Linked DNA regions of Sus scrofa: region 2 is linked to region 1. The links are chromatin contacts, called in public Hi-C maps. All regions are on one chromosome and are shown on one strand. Each heading gives the region's core, a stretch centred on a gene start, on an enhancer-like site or on the middle of the called end of the contact. The rest is flanking DNA. Distances are from core to core; before and after follow the strand shown.

Region 1 (2,700 bases), core at 95-2,594:
AGTGTACCACCTGGTTCTACGGTTGCTGATCAAAGCCTGAAGTTCACGCAGAATTAAATTCCGGTCACCTTAACCAGTGAAGACAAACACACTTAAATATTCTAAGGACAACAACAGAGAAGTGAGAAACTGACAGAGGTCCTCTGTAAGGGCATTCATCACCTCCTCCCGCGAGCAGAGCAGGGAGCTGGCGAGCTGGCCATCCTGGCCAGTGCTCTGGAATGCTGAATGGGGAACAGAGGAAGGATAGAGGTGCTGAGCTTACCTGGGAACTCAGGTAGACTTTGAGGCACTCCTCGCACACGGCCTTCTTGCAGCAGGGCAAGGGCTTGATGGGCTTGTCTTCCAGGCACACCCGGCACATCAGCACCATAAGGGGCGCATAGGGATCCCCGACCCCACCCAGGCCAGAGTAGGGTGGAGCTCCCAGCAAGCTGGGCACGGAGAATGGCTCGGGCGCCAGGTAGAACTCCAGCTCGATGCTGCCGCCGTCGGGAGACAGGGGGTCCGTTGGGAGAGACAGCGGGGGGCTAGGGAAGGAGGAGGGGGTGCTGGGAGGGTTGATCACTGGAGGAGCCCGAGGTGGCGACGACGCGGTCAGCGAAAGCCGCTCCGCCGAGGGGACCTCGGGCAGGTCGTTCTCCACGCAGAAAACAGAGCAGAAGACTTGTCTCTTGGCGGGAGGCGGGCGCCGCTGCCCTAGCACGTCCAGGACCAGTCCGTCCGGGACCCCGACGCGGGTCCGGGGCTCGGACTCCTCGCCCGGGGGCGCCTCCTGCTGTTCATCCCCTCCCTCGTTTCGGCTCCTCGCTTCCTCCTCCTCCTTGGCCAGCTGCTGTTGCAAAGCCTGGGGGTTGAGGGGCCCGGTGAGGGCCAGTCCCGAGGGTTGACCCGGCGCGTGGCTTTTCCTCCAGCTCGGAGTTCCCCGGCTCCTCTCTGGCTCCGGGGCGCTCGTATCCGCGCAGCCCGAGTTGCTTCCGCAGCTGCGGCCGCTCAGCTCCGCGGAGGCGGTGCGCGGCCCGGGCGCCCCGGCGCTGTCCCCCGGCGGCCTCGGGGGCTCGGGATGGCCCGCGGCGCCACTAGCGGGAGTCCGCGCCTCCCGGGGCCCGCCGCCGCCGCTCACCGTGCTCTGCTCCTCGCCCATCGCCGCCCGCGGCCCGAGCCGCCGCTGCCCATCCAGCCGCCGGGACCCCTACCCGGCGCCGGCGGGCAGCGGGGGCAGAGGCTCGGCTCGACTCGCGGCTCCGCTTCTGCTTCCGGGTCCCTCCTCCGGGGCTGGGACGCCCCGAGCTCCCTCCGGGGAGCCCGTGCTCCCGGGCAGCGGCGCGCAGGGAGCCCGGCCCGGCCCGCGGCTCCTCCTCCTCGTCCTCCCGCGCGGCGGGGCACCGCCTCGGGGGCGCCGAGGGCCGCTCGCTCCGGCAACCGGCGCGCCCTCCCCACATGCAGGTCGGGGCGGTGCCGCGGCCCCCGGGAGCCCCGGGCGGGACAGAAGGGTCTGAGGGGAGGCGGCCGTCAGTCCCGCGCCATCGCCGGACCCCGCTGCAAACCGGGCGGCCGGAGGGCGGTGGTCCAAGGGTCCAGGGGCCTGTGGCGCCGCCGCGGCGCGCACCCGGAGGGGCAGCCGGAGCGCGAGCCAGCCGCCGCGGCCCCTGGGGGAGAGGCCGGAGCGCGCGACCTCCTTCTCCCGCTCCTCGTGCTTCACCTAGAGCACTCTTCGCCGCCCCTCACCCCACCCCTTTGGCGCACACCTCCCCACACGTACACACGCGCGCGGGCACCGCGCACTCACTCACGCACACCCCGAGTGGGTGTGATCTCAGAGCCGGGATGCGCTCTCGCGCCCGGAGTTCACACTGGGCCTCGACCAAAACCTCCAGAGCAGGCAAGCTGCCCTTTGGGCTACGCTGTGAGTAGAAACTTCCTACAAAACTCTTTACTGAAAGCTGGAACTAGAAAACACTGGCTACTTGAGGGCTTTGGTGTCGCGTGTTCCTCTTGAGTTCGTCTCATTTTAAATCCTCCGAAGAGGGAGTTCAGAGAAATAACGCTAGGAATTATTAATTCAAAACGCGGTATATATAGTTTTCTGTTTAATGAAGTAGGAAGGATGTTTGAAAGCCACAAATACGCCAAAAAGCACTCTTAACCTACTCCTCCAACTGGAAGCCTTATGAAAGCTGATAAATAACGAATTTAAGATGTATCCCTTTCCCTCCTTGTCACAGTTCTCTTAGGAACTTTTTTAACCCCTTGAATATTCCAAAATTTGTAGCATAAGGTAGTAAGATGGTCTGGCCTAGTTAATAAACTGGATCATTGGTGGAAATCATGAAAAGTTTCATTAGCATAACCATATTTACCCCAAAACTGTTTCCAAGACAACAATTATATTTGAGCCAGAACTTAATTATGTGTTGATCTATCTTTATTTTCCAGGAAGTATTAGTCACCCAGACTGGTGCATTTTAGTTCCCTAAAGCCAATGAAAACATTTTTGGGAAGCCAACCTTTTACTTTTTCCCCCATCTTGAGAGGGAATTCAATTTACGCATTAATGTAATAGGAAGGAGCTGTGAAGTGTGTCAAAATTGTCCTCTTGAAGTTGTTATTGGTTGTTCTAAAATATTGTTCGGATACAAATGATAGAAAGGTGACTAGCTACACAGTACTAAGAAAGCAGGATGACACTAAAGAGCATTT
Region 2 (2,700 bases), core at 92-2,591, 46 kb before region 1:
TTAATTTTTAATTAAAAAATTAATTTCCCTTCATCACATAAATAGACTCTTCAGAAAACTGCATCCCAGGTAAATGGATCAGTCACTGGATCATCTTTATTACTGTCCATCAGAATGCCAAGCATCTAACCAATATGAAAAGCTTGGTTTTGGTGTATTTGATTTTTGAACTGTTTCTGACAAAAACTGGCTGAAAGCTTCTGTTATCTTTCGAGGCTAATTATCTTTCGAGGCTAATTATTCTATCTAGAGTGGGATGGTGGAATCTGTATAGAGTCATATCCTATTTCCATCATCAGGAAGGACACTGTTCAATTAATAGCTGTACCAAGTAATTTAATCATAATATTAATCAGGGAAAAGCAGAGCTTCATAGTAATTGTAATTTTATTTTTCTATCTATACTTTAGCATCATCTATACATACCTCATACAGTTTTTCCAAGGATTAGTGAGCTAATCCATGCAAGGCATTTATGGTAGAGCCTGGAATGCAGTACAAACTCAGTAAGTGTTAGTTATTACCATCATTATTCAAAATCTTTTCCTGGGAGTTCCCATCATGGCTCAGTGGTTAACGAATCCAACTAAGAACCATGAGGTTTCGGGTTCGATCCCTGGCCTTGCTCAGTGCGTCAAGGATCCGGCGTTGCCGTGAGCTGTGGTGTAGATTGAAGACGCGGCTCAGATCCCACGTTGCTATGGCTCTGGTGTAGGCCAGTGGCTACAGCTCCGATTCGACCCCTAGCCTGGGAACCTCCATATGCTGCGGAAGCTGCCCAAGAAATGGCAAAAAAAAAAACCAAAACAAACAAATGAACAAAAACAAACAAAAAACAAACAAACAAACAAAATCTTTTCCTATATACTACACACTGGTATTTTGATAAAAGTATAGAAGAGCTTCTAGTCTATTCTGGGATCACCTAGTATAGTCAGGGCCATCCATTCTACCTAAAGCCAGGGAATCCAACATGAATGGTGCTACCTGGGGCTGTCTACCTTAACAGTACCCTCTGGAGCTGTGTAACATATAAGCCCTGAATTTGGTATAGAGACAGTTCCTATTTAACAGTAATGAGTAACAGGCTGAGGAGTAACCAGCTGGAGGTGGCTGACCTTGTATAACTTGCACATGTATCTTGGAGGGCATTATATCTCTAGGATTTATCCTAACATTTCACAAATTAATTTGCTAGCTTAACAGCAACAAATAATAACTGCATTTACTTTTTGGTGCTGTTATATATTATTTACCTTATAAACATTATCCAGTAGGTAAATAATGGCCAACTAGTGATCTGGACCTTGATCTGCTAGATGAAAAATACTGTGCTCTTTCCAGCTGGCACTCAGTGAGATGACACAATGAATGACTGAAATACAATGAGCGTTCATGGAGTATTCCTGTTGTGTCCTTTCTTTCAGAAGCCTCACATTTCCCTTTTATTATACTATTTAATATGAATTAGATATGGTAGATGAATAGGAACTGTGCCTGCCCCCTGGAAGGCTCCTCCTCTGGGGTTTACATGCCTTGTCATTCCCTTGCTTCACTCAGGGCTTTTCTGAACCAAATCATTACCCGTGCAGCCTTCCATGACCACATTCTCAAAAAGAGAGTGTAGGAGTTCCCACTGCGGCTCAGTGGTTGACGGATCCAACTAGGAACCATGAGGTTGTGGGTTCGATCCCCAGCCTTGCTCAGTGGGGTGGAGATCCAGCGTTGCCGTGAGCTGTGGTATAGGTTGCAGACACGGCTTAGATCCCGCGTTGCTGTGGCTGTGGTGTAGGCCGGCAGCTACAGCTCTGATTCGACCCCTAGCCTGGGAACCTCCATATGCTGTGGGAGCGGCCCTAGAAAAGGCAAAAAGACGAAGAAAAAAAAAAAGAGAGCGTGTATAAATATATATATAATAAATATACATACACTTCCCTTACCTACCTCTACATTTCCTCTTATTCTTCCGGCAATAACCACTGTCACCGTCTTACTATGTATATTTATTTATTATCTGCTTCCCCCCCCCCACTAGAATTAAGATCCAAAAATTGGGCAGGGCCTCCTTTTGGTTAACTGCTGTATCCCTAGAACCATGACCAGTTTATATTATATGTAGTAAATGCTCAATAATATAATAATGCTGAATCAATGAAAACATCAACATTAAATATCAGTCAGTTCAAATATTTTTCTATATTTTTCCCTTTGGGCCTTTAAAGATAATCTTTTAGAAATGCTAACTTTCAGGAAGCAAACAGTTAATATTTTATATCTGAAAAACCACCATGACAAATGAATATGTTGTTCAAAGATATTTTACTGGAAGCTCTGAAAGGATACTTTCAACTTAAGGAATTATAAAATAGGCATTTTAAATAGATATGGACTATAATCATCAAAATATAATAAATGGTGGAGTTTCCATCATGGCTCAGTGGTTAACAAACCCGACTAGTATCCATGAGGACGCAGGTTCCATCCCTGGCCTCGCTTGGTGGGCTAAGGATCCCGCGTTGCTGTGAGCTGTGGTGTAGGTTGCAGACGCGGCTCAGATCCTGCATTGCTGTGTCTGTTGGCGTAGGCTAGTGGCTACAGCTCTGATTTGACCCCTAGCTTGGGAACCTCATATGCCACAGGTGCAGCCCTAAAAAGACTATATATATACATATACACACACACACACGTGTGTGTATATAT

Evidence for each region. A called contact is a pair of places that touch in the nucleus more often than the background predicts.
Region 2: a Hi-C map of liver shows a contact between it and region 1, with 4 times the contacts expected there. The contact joins the enhancer-like site here to the promoter of LOC110256655 in region 1. A contact is called at or near these places in 1 of 5 promoter capture datasets (liver), 5 of 47 Hi-C or Micro-C datasets (alveolar macrophages, blood, liver and 1 more) and 2 of 2 datasets of contacts at active chromatin or transcription factors (alveolar macrophages and skeletal muscle).

Annotation. Positions count from the first base shown.
Region 1 is chr1:37,910,875-37,913,574 of Sscrofa11.1, forward strand. It overlaps LOC110256655, which reads left to right and starts at 1,345. Exons shown (of 3, transcript XM_021072815.1): 1 at 1,345-1,906. The coding sequence starts at 1,441. RNF217 (probable E3 ubiquitin-protein ligase RNF217) reads right to left here and starts at 1,248. Exons shown (of 6, transcript XM_021072754.1): 1 at 266-1,248. The coding sequence starts at 1,144.
Region 2 is chr1:37,864,955-37,867,654 of Sscrofa11.1, forward strand. All of the region lies in intron 1 of RNF217 (probable E3 ubiquitin-protein ligase RNF217), which reads right to left. Among named protein-coding and RNA genes, the nearest start is that of RNF217, 46 kb to the right of the region's middle. Within about 2 kb of position 1,342, at least 1 of the 83 cell types and tissues checked has an H3K27ac peak or open chromatin away from gene starts, as enhancers often do. A contact at or near this core is called in liver, where this site is marked.